Regions from separate parts of the Hordeum vulgare genome. Here region 2 is linked to region 1. Evidence: chromatin contacts called from public Hi-C data. All regions are on one chromosome and are shown on one strand. Each heading gives the region's core, a stretch centred on a gene start, on an enhancer-like site or on the middle of the called end of the contact. The rest is flanking DNA. Distances are from core to core; before and after follow the strand shown.

The links. A called contact is a pair of places that touch in the nucleus more often than the background predicts.
Region 2: a contact with region 1 is called in a Hi-C map of leaf, with 4 times the contacts expected there. The contact joins the promoter of LOC123406222 here to the promoter of LOC123401780 in region 1. A contact is called at or near these places in 2 of 6 Hi-C or Micro-C datasets (leaf and seedling) and 1 of 1 datasets of contacts at active chromatin or transcription factors (embryo).

What each region holds. Positions count from the first base shown.
Region 1 is chr6H:397,982,582-397,988,111 of MorexV3_pseudomolecules_assembly, forward strand. It overlaps LOC123401780 (vacuolar-processing enzyme beta-isozyme 1-like), which reads right to left and starts at 3,397. Exons shown (of 9, transcript XM_045095631.1): 1 at 2,970-3,397; 2 at 1,886-2,050; 3 at 177-333; 4 at 12-97. The coding sequence starts at 3,194.
Region 2 is chr6H:398,106,935-398,112,464 of MorexV3_pseudomolecules_assembly, forward strand. LOC123406222 (hsp70-Hsp90 organizing protein) reads left to right here and starts at 2,535. Exons shown (of 7, transcript XM_045099710.1): 1 at 2,535-3,590; 2 at 4,992-5,280; 3 at 5,416-5,501. The coding sequence starts at 2,685.

The DNA of each region.
Region 1 (5,530 bases), core at 2,147-4,646:
GGCAGCCTTACCATTTTTGCGTAGGTATTGGATGCATGTTTTTCTTGTAAGACCTTTATAAAATCAGCAGCATAGAGATATGGCAGGTTGGGCATACCTGAAACTTGCAAAGGTCAATACACAAGATGAACAAAACTAACTAATAAAACAAAGCAGCGGATATAACTTCCACACACCAAGGACTCCAGGACCCCCGTGATCTGAGTAGTAGATAAATATATGGTCATTTGATTTGCTATCTATGACCTTCTTACTCCCGCCAGTGACCGCAGTTTTATTGCCCAAGAGAACTGCATAGAAGTTCTTAGCAGTAACTGCCTCTCCAGTGTAGTCCTGAAATTATATTGCATGCTATCTTCAGCAGACTTGAAAGAAGAGCAATACATATGTTCTGTACTTCTAGTATACACAATTCTTAAGCCCATATGAAGCTCAAAAAGAACATGCCGATATTGAACTACTTTATTTGTGTCTTGATGCAGTGATAGTTAAGTTTCTGTAGAACAGTCCTACAAGTACACCGAAACACACACAGCCCCCACAACCAGGGGCATAGCCAGGCCCAGGTTGCCCGGGCAGCGGCCTGAGGCGTAGCGGTCAAACCTTAGTATACTGTAACTACTATAGCTCTAAGGGCTGACCCGGGGCATAGGCTGAGCCTGGCTAGGCAACTGCCCACAACACATGCCATTGACCTAAGCACCACGTTCCACCGAAAGTGAGGCCTGAAGACCGTTTCCCTGCCTTAGACCACAATCCCATCACTGCACGGATAGTGGCAAACAACACTGACAAGTCGAGTCCAACTCCGTAGAAGACCGCAGCATTCCACTGTTTCCAAATCCAGCATAATGCGATCATTATCAATGAAGATTAGCCTTTCCTTAGCGATGGCGGACTGGAACCAGCTGATTATTGCCACCAGCACAGAAGCAATAGATAACTCCATAGTGCATAGTGATAGTATAAGATAGCTGCAGGATGCAATTTGCTGCGCTTTTCCCCTTTGAAACTCTATTTACAAAGCATAGGACCACACACATCTTTGATTCACCTATGTTAGGACGATCCGTTTGTAGGCAGGATGTTGCAGTAAAGTACTCTACTTCAGATTTGGATGAGCAAGACATAGTGTTGAGTAGGTAACAATCAAGGTAACTCAATTCATATATCATGGATAAAAAATCATTAAACTGCTTAGATATAAAGGTAAACTTTGAGATGAAGTAAAATACATGCTGTAAAAGAACTAATTGGCGAAGCCAAACAACTTAATTAGCAAAACCAATATAATAACACGCCTACATATTGAAGTACTCCCTCTGTTCCCCAATGTAAGTCTTTTAAGATATTTCACTACGGACTACATACGGAGCAAAATGAGTGAATCTACACTCTAAAGTATGTTTATATACATGCGTATGTAGTCCGTAGTGGAGTCTCTTAGAAGACTTATATTTAGGAACGGGGGAGTATTAGCCTAATAACACGCCTCTTTATTCCCCATGAATATACTAGCGATTCCCATCAGGATTCAGGAGACAAAAATAATGGTAAGACCGTCATCATGTAAGTAGCTAAATAGCTAGAACACAAAATAAGTTATTCACAATGTTGAGGCCGAGTTATATGGGTGCACACAACAACATACATTGGCCCACATGCAATGTTATTTTGGAGATTTTGCTACATTGTAATTTTAAATTCCTCCTGAAGATTTTCCATATCTTGGTAAATCTGAAATTGTTCTTCTGTGAACTACTTAATTTAATAATTCTGAATATACGTGATTACATGTAATATATTATAATACGCTCATGCAAATGAGTTGGTTGATGACTAGTGATCATAATGTTCAACTCCAAGTTAAGCTACCAAGTCATACCTTTGGAACGCCAGCATATACATCTTCGCCCTCTGGGTGGTTGATGATAACCCCTGGCCTCGGGTTGAGAGCGTTTTTGGCAATGTCATCATACATAAACACCACGATGTTCTCCTCTTTTACGCCCCCTTTTCTCAATATCTGGTAGGCATGGCATATATCGGCCTGCAACAGCAACACACCAAAAACAAATCAAGAGGTCAACAAATGGTCCAGTAAACATAGCTGTTTGCTGGTATCTCCTTGGTTTCGAACCAAAGCAAGATCTAAGCCCATATTTATTGTATCAACAGGCAAAATGTTCAATCACGCTTTCAGTCCAGGACTGCTACAAAATTCCAGTGTGCACTAGCGATCTGATCAAAAGTGCAAGTATCCACATGATGAATATCTAGCTCTTATTTCTTTTGTCATCTACTGTCCAGCATCACCATTATTTATTCAGTGGCAAAATTTATCTCGGTTTCTACCCTTACACTAAAAAACAGAAACCATTTCCCCATTATAATCAAGCTGCTACCGACACTGAATCTCTCCTGAAAACAGCTAGCGGTGGTATACAAGATCAAGAGAACAAACAAAACAAAACATCACTGTCTGGAGCTTCCTAACAAACAGACAACTGCAGTTGGGGATAGCAGGATACGAATTAGACCATCAGATGTCCCTATTTGGAGATTCTTACGATTCTTAAGTACGGTAGTTCATAACTAGGATAGGAAAACCTTGGAGTTGTCAAGTTCTGCATCTGCCTCCGAGTACCAACAACTGTGCTGATTTCAGAACTGGGGGGTCGGGGTTAGTTTTGATTTGAGCTTTTGGGTCACCGATCAACCCCAAAATTGAACGTGTAAAACTCCAAATCCGCGAACTCCAACATCTCAACACCAATAATATCGGCAATATTGAGAACGGCACACTGATTGCCGCAAGAGAACTTCCACAGACCGCCAATCCTTCAGCTGTCACGCTCATCTCGTTTCAAGCAAAATCGAGCTACGTACGCAACAACAACAACAACAACAACGCGCCCAAACGCACGCATCACCACGCCTATGATCTCCGGCTGCGGTCAGCTGCTCACCTGGTGCCTGTAGTTCCCATAGCCGGAGGATCCGGCGACGAGCACCGCCCACCTCGTCCCGACGCCGTCCTCCTCCTCCTCCTGGGAGCCCCCGTCGCCGCGCGCCGTGGCGGGCTCCTCCTCCCTCGGAATCCGGATCACCGGGTCCCACCTCCCCTTCGAGGCGTCCGCTCCCGCCAACGCACACAGCAGCAGGAGCAACCCGAAGCACCACCACGGAGCCATCCGTCTGCGCAGGCGAGGTCGCAGCAGCACCACTGTCTAGGAGCACCGCGCGGGGGAGCCGAAACGTACGGGCGAGAAGAGCGGCGCGGGGTGCGGGGTAAAGTAGGCGCCTCGCCGCGCCAGCGCCTCCATGCAGGGAGGGCGGGCAGCCTGGAGAACTGACGCGTGGGGCGTGAGGTGCCAGGTGGTGGTGCCGCTCGTCGCCTTCCGCCGGCGGCGTCGTCTACCCCCCAGTCCCCCCGGTCAACAAGCCCAAACGAAACAATGGAGTAGTGGCCCAACAAACATTGGCCGGGCCTGTAGACAAGCAAGGCTTCATGATGGGCTTATGGGAAACTTAACATGTGCAAAGAGAAGGGCATGAATTATCTCAAACATAAAAAAGGAGAAGGGCATGAATACGCTTCCCACCGTGCAAGGCGCAATAAGGGAAGTGCTTAACGGGAGACGACGACGCAACGGCTCGTCCGGTCGCTCCAGTGGGGCAAAATGCAAAAATTTGATCAAAAACGAAATTAATTTGTAAAATAAACTATTCACAAAAAAAGTTATTCAAGTGATTTTTTTTGTGACGCCTTTGTCGTAGTGTGACGTCTAAAACCTAATGTGGTGCCTAAGGCATAGGCGACACACTACACTGTGTGACGCCTAAGGCAAAGACGTCACATAGTATAGTATGGCACCTGACCATCGAGCGTCACACAAAAGGGTTACCTGCGTGAAATTTTTTTAAACGTGGTTCAGTTTGTGAAGTATTTTCACTTCTGGGTCAAAAAAAATTAAATTTGTCCTCAAGTGACCGTGGGAAGAGTAAAATGCATCGTTGGTCCTTAAACTTGATAGCAAAATCCAATACGGTCCCTGAACTCACAAAATGCTTTGATACAGTCTCGTAACTTATTAATACATCGTCAATACGATCCTCAAACTTGTAACACCAGTCATGTCCTACGTATGCATGTTCACAGCTTACCGACTTGTCATGTCAGCAGGTAAAGCCCGCATCTATGCAAAAAAAAGCAGCTAGAGCTCGCAAATATCTCGTCCCCACCATAGCCATGTATCTCAAAGGAAACTAAGAAAGCTAGTTAAAAATATAATTTATGAGTCATAATTTGTCTCTTACCTTATTTTTAAAAGAGGTTTCTTGCCCTTTAAATCCGTACTTCTATATACTAATAATTTGTACGTGTTTTGCATGTTAAATTATTATGTGTGATCACAATACTAAATCATTTAAATTAAATGTAAATATCCTATGCAATAATAAAATTAGCATGTTGGGAATTCATGTATTGCTTTCTAAAATTTGTATCAAATAACAGTAGCACAACAAATTGCTCTTAACCTTATTTTTGCCCGATCTTTCTCTAGCCATTAAATCTTGTTAATGCTCTAAGGTTTAAAGGAGAAGGCCTCGATCTATATTTTCCCCAAAAAATATTCCCTAAAGACAATAATAAATTAGTTATTACCATATTTTTCTTGTTCATGATAATCGTTTATTATGTGTGTTATAATTGTATTGATTGGGAACTGAAATACATGCGTGGATACATAGACAACAAAATGATCATATAATAGAGGCAAAGTTGTCCCTGTCTTTTTATGAGATGGTGGTTATCATTTTCATGGAGTAGACTTTGACGATACGACTACGATTGTGTGAGGATGTCGCGCCTTCGCAATCGCTAAACCAACTCCGAGAGGTTATTGACAACGCCAGAGCACGATCAACCTGACCACGAGGGTCTGTTTCCTGCACGCAAACGAAGAACAAGCAAGAAACTAAGTTTGCAATCTGGATATTATGAATATAAGAGGTAAGCTTTATTGATGAAGGTGGGGTTGCGTGACGGATTTGTCTAGCCGTGGAACACAAACGAAGAACGCTAAGTTGCAGCTATGGCGAACTTGTGATCTAAACAAAACTCAAGTCTAAACGGCGTTCTAAGGGCTTTATATATGGGGGAAAAGAGGAGGAATTCCGTGACCCCTTGGAGGAGAGGTCCGAAACCGACCCTCACTCAGTTTCCCCACACTTACAGACTCTAAGAATAGCCTATAATGTGGTATTTCGAAACTCCATGGGCCTGACCCAAAAATAAGGTGGCACAACACCTATAATAGCCTATGGACGATATTTATGAAGTGACGTCTTGAATATTTCGTCCAAGCCTTCATGCTCTCCTTATGGTGGCTTCAAAGTGCGAAAATCACTAATGGAAACTCCATTAATCTTTCCCGCGCGTGCAGCTTCTACTCCATGCTTGATCCCGCTCCAATGGATATCCTTCTTGTCCATGCTAGGTCCTTCATTCATAAGTACAACAAAA
Region 2 (5,530 bases), core at 1,285-3,784, 120 kb after region 1:
TACCTGGAATGCCCAAAGGGTTTTGGAGTCCATCGGAAAGGGTCCACCACCCTCGGAGGGTCCACATGGGCTGAGTTGGGTGCGCTCTAGCCCCTAGTGGGCTTGGTGCCCCTTCATACCTAGGCCCATGCGGGCAAGGGTTGATAGAGGGCTGGCCCAAGGGTGGCGCCCCCTTTCTTGGTGGGCAAGCCACCTTGATGGCGCAACCCCTCCTCCCTCCCTCCTATATATACTAGAAAAGGGGAAGGGCAACCACACCTGAAAAAACCACGATGATGCCTCCTCTCTCTCGTAGTATTTCTCTGTCGTCGTGACCACGGTAGTGCTTGGCTAAGCCCTGCCGAGATCGGTCCACCACCACCGCCACCACGCCGTCGTGTTGCCGGAGAACTCAACCTCTACTTCACCGCCACTCGCTAGATCCAGGAGGTGAATGCGTCATCGAGCTGCATGTGTGTTGAATGAGGAGGTGTCGTTCGTTCGGCACTTGATCGTGATTGGATCGTGGGACGGATCGTGATTGGATCACGAAGACGTTCGACTACATCAATCGCGTTTCTCAACACTTTCGCTTAGCGATCTACAAGGGTATGTAGATACACCTCCCCTCTCGTAGATGTTGATCTCCATAGAATGATCTTGGTGAGGGTAGGAAACTTTTTGTTTCCCATGCAACATTACCCAACATGAAGTTCCCCAAAACACAGGTTCTGATCCAAAATCCCTCAAAATTCCATGTAGTTAATTCATCGAGAGAGCCCTGCTTGCGAGTGCCTACTGTTGTGCCTAGTGGAAAGGAAGACGAGCGCTACATGGTTGGCGACCACCGGTTGGTGTGCCACACATCATGCTGCTTACCGCGTCATCTATGGTGGGAACCAGTGCTGCCACAACCGCGTGTCGTGTTCCCCGCGAGATCCACCCGGACACCACCGCGTCGGCTTTCCCCTCTCGGACGCCCACGAACACCAAGTTGCAGTCCTCTTCCTTGTGCTTGGTGTGGAAGGGGAAGAGGCGCTCGCGGGAGCGGAGGAGGCGGCTACCTACGGGGAGGACATGGCCGCCTTGGTCCCCGATGCGGCGGGCTGGAGGAGAGGAGGAGCATGAAGAAAAAGCTTTTTTAGGGGGGACGAAGAAGAAGAAGCTTTTTTTGCAGGTAACTTGGAGAGCTTTATTTCATATGAATGTCAACCCAGGACTGTCCGCCAAGAGACTGGTCACAAGGAAGCTAGGGGTTATATCGAGCTAGCTGTCGGTCACATTCAAAGTGCAAGCATGTTTTACACAAAGATGAGCTAGAATATTAGCTGATCTATTAACATGAAGTAAGCTAAATGAAGAGAAAATGTTATTGAGCTCTCCTATTTCTAGAAGGATAGGAGCCACAGTTTGAGTGAGAATTGTGACGAGTGTTTCAGAGTTTAACCAACTCTAGGCAATCCACTTCCATGGACACATGAGAGAAACCCCTAAGAGAAACGAAGCGGACACCATCCCGCAACGCGAAGGGTTAAGCGATCAGGGGATTTGAGACCCCCATGTATGGTTTGCACCAAGCTTCTAGAAGGCTTGTCGATGAACTGCAACCCCTCCTGCACCGCCCCTTGCTTCACTACCCGCGCCCACACTTGGAGTCGGGAAAACTTAAGTTCGTCCGTCCTCATGCATTCATTGAACTCCGCAAGAACCACGACATGCTTGTTTATATGCCATGGCGATCCGTTCCAAACGCGATCTCTGTCGCGCTGGGTCTCAAATTCAGCTACGAACGTGTTTGATCTAACTGATTTGAACTTCAGTCCACGTGGGTCCCCATGCTGGACGGAGGGCATTGGTGATGGTCTGGATATGAAATAGGCTTCGGTGAAGGATTTTACCAGCTAGTAACCATCTGGTAGATTTTCCTTCGACGCGATCGTCGATCACCAGAGGGGTGGCATGTTTCTCAAAGATGTCCAACTTGCCTAGAGTTTCCTCTAGTTTCTTCCTCGCGTCTCGACCCTCCCTTGCACTGTTCCCTGCTTCCACATCGACGACATTGGGGGCAGTCATCGACGATCCCTTGCAGCGGACAACGCTCGCCCCGGCGAGAAAGCGGTACCACAGTCAAAACCCTAAATCGCCTACGGCGCCGCGAGAAGTTTAGGGTTTTGGTGTTCCTATGTTTATTACAATCTTGTATCATCCATGTAACAGATGAATTATTCTACTCCAAGAAGTCAGCGTAACGATGTTGACGTACCCCACGAAGAATAAGAAGCTGACTGTGGCCTCCTGCTGATGTGGTGAGTGCAGTACGCTGTTGTGTACATCCTGCGTACGCGAATACATAGGCCAGGACCGGTGTTACAAGTTCGAGGACCGTATTGTCGCTGTATTGGCAAGTTTTTTTTTTTGCTACGAGCTGTATTGGCAAGTTGCAGGACCGTCTTGGGGCACTTTGTGACTTCAAGGACCGTTGTGGACATTGCCACCAAGTTGAAGGACCAACGGTGCATTTTATTCCCGTGGGAAGGTTCCGGAACCCTTGAGCGAGCTCGGCCCGGCCCCGGTTTTTAGAAAACTCTGCTGCTGCTGCTCCGCCTTAATCCCCATCTAACCCCAGGATTTGTCCTCCTCCACCCAGCCGCCAAGCCTTCTCGAAGCTTCCCCGGCCCGCCCCCGATCCGATCGGACCGCCTGCCATGGCCGACGAGGCGAAGGCCAAAGGTAATGCGGCCTTCTCGGCCGGCCGCTTCGAGGAGGCGGCGGGGCACTTCTCCGACGCCATCGCGCTCGCCCCGGCCAACCACGTGCTCTACTCCAACCGCTCGGCGGCGCTCGCCTCGATCCACCGCTACTCCGACGCGCTCGCCGACGCCGAGAAGACCGTCGAGCTCAAGCCCGACTGGGCCAAGGGCTACTCGCGCCTCGGCGCCGCACACCTCGGCCTCGGCGACGCGGCCAGCGCCGCCGCCGCCTACGAGAAGGGCCTCGCCCTCGATCCCAGCAACGAGGGCCTCAAGGCCGGCCTCGCTGACGCCAAGAAGGCTGCGGCCGCCCCGCCGCGGCGCCCGCCTTCTGGCGGCGCCGACGCGATCGGCCAGATGTTCCAGGGCCCCGAGCTCTGGACCAAGATCGCTTCCGACCCCGCTACGCGCGCCTACCTCGACCAGCCGGATTTCATGCAGATGCTGCGGGACGTGCAGCGGGATCCCAGCAGTCTCAACATGTTCCTATCCGACCCGCGCATGATGCAGGTGCTCAGCCTCATGCTTAACATCAAGATCCAGACGCCCCAGGACTCCGATTTTCCGCAGTCCTCCTCGCCGTCGCAGCCACCACCGCAGCAGCAGAGGCAACAGCCCGAGACAAAGGCGAGGGAGATGGAGCCTGAGCCACAGCCGGAGCCCATGGAGGTGTCTGATGAGGACAAGGAGAAGAAGGAGAGGAAAGCTGCTGCTCTGAAGGAGAAGGAGGCAGGGAATGCATCGTACAAGAAGAAGGACTTCGAGACGGCGATCCAGCATTACACAAAGGCCATGGAACTTGATGACGAGGACATCTCCTACCTCACTAACCGAGCAGCGGTGTACATCGAAATGGGGAAGGTGAGGTTTATTGTACAGATTCCATGCCTTATTAAAAGCTAATATGAGGATCTGATCTTCAGTTCACACCTGCTGTTTGTATATGATTGGTTGCTATAAGCATTGGAGTACCGTAGCAGTAGTTTTGACTATCGGGCAATTAGGTCATGGTGCTTGCTGCATATATGGCGACTAGCAATTGTGAGGCTTAGAGGTTTGATTGATGTGGTAAACTGATCAACATCAAGGCAAGATGGTCTGGTTTCTAGGTATTAAGGTACAAAGGGGTTTTGGGGACTAATAATAGTACAATTGAACAAGGCCTTAAACTTACCATAACTTATTGGTACTGATAGTGTTAGGAAAATAAGGTGAATTAAATTTTGTCAGCTTGGTCTCTCCTGGGCTGTGAATAATTGATGGTCGCAGTTCTTCTTTACCGAAATTTTCTAATTGCTTCTATATCATGGTTTAGAACCTTAATTAAGTAGATATCTCAGAAGTGTGCCGCATGATACTGTCTTGGTAACCAAGTAATGCTTCCAAGTCTTACCACACTTTTCTTGCCACACTTCTAGCAAAGCTTGGCAAGAATATTTGGGATTGTCTGGGTCAAAATTATTTGCCACAACCATGTTGGGGCAAAGTGTGGTTTGCAAATTCAGTCCCACACTTGTGGCAACTTGTAACAGAAAATCTGAATCTATGATTTTTGTGTCATGTGGATAATTAAGGGTGTTAAAGCAGCAACTGTGGAGCGCCTGAACAAAATATATTTGGGATTGTCTGGGAACCAAATAGCTCCATAGTCTACTACAGGTAGTTCTGTTCTACAATGCATACTGGTATGGCTTAGGCGGTCTTTGACGCCTGCCGCTTGATGGAGCTGTGAATGTAATACAAATTAACATTGTACAGGTGCCATACTAATAGAAATTTTCTGTTTCCATTTTGAATATAATGACACACCCTTGCGCTTTGAATCTGGGTAGAGTGTTAAGGTGGTGTGGCATGCCACAATTGTATGGCAGAAAACCATACAGTTGCAAAATCTTTGACAGTATCTGGCTACTGTATATCCATAAAAGTTGCAAAGTGAACACCAAATATAGATATGACCCTTGCAGGGAAAGCTGCAATTTCTTAATATCAATCTGTGAAGGATTTCTACAATGTAGTGATGGAAAAGATTCTTAGAAGCACCTCAGTGCTCTTGGATGTGTTTTGCCTTAACATGCCATTTTTGTTTACTTTGAGGAGTAAGAGCCTAGTGTTATGATTAGAGATTTATGACCATCCATAGAGCTGATTAGTGTACTTAGATCATGCTTAGGACCCTCTCCTTATTCTCTGCAACTAAAGATAGCCTGGTAATATATGTTATTTCTTGTTTATTGGAGTCTTATCATTTCCTGTCTCCAGTTTGATGAGTGCATTGCGGACTGTGATAAAGCTGTGGAGAGGGGAAGGGAACTTCGTGCTGATTTCAAGATGGTTGCTAGGGCACTAACAAGAAAAGGAACTGCTCTGGCCAAACTTGCTAAGAACTCCAAGGACTATGATATTGCCATTGAGACTTTCCAGAAGGCTCTAACTGAGCACCGGAATCCAGACACTCTTAAAAGGTTAAATGAGGCTGAGAAGGCAAAGAAAGATTTGGAGCAACAAGAGTATTATGACCCAAAGATAGCTGATGAGGAGAGGGAGAAAGGTAAGGGTGGCATTGTGTTGTCTTCTTTAGTCTCCCGCACTCCTTTTATCTTCTTCTGGTAGTATCAGTTACAGATTTGTCTTTCGTGTTGTTTTTTATGCTCATGGCAGGCTTCCTTATCTGATGGTTTTATAGGTAATGAGATGTTCAAGCAGCAGAAGTATCCAGAAGCAATAAAGCATTACAATGAGGCTATCAGGAGGAACCCGAAGGATGCTAGGGTAAACTTTTTCAGTCCCTATCTGTTATT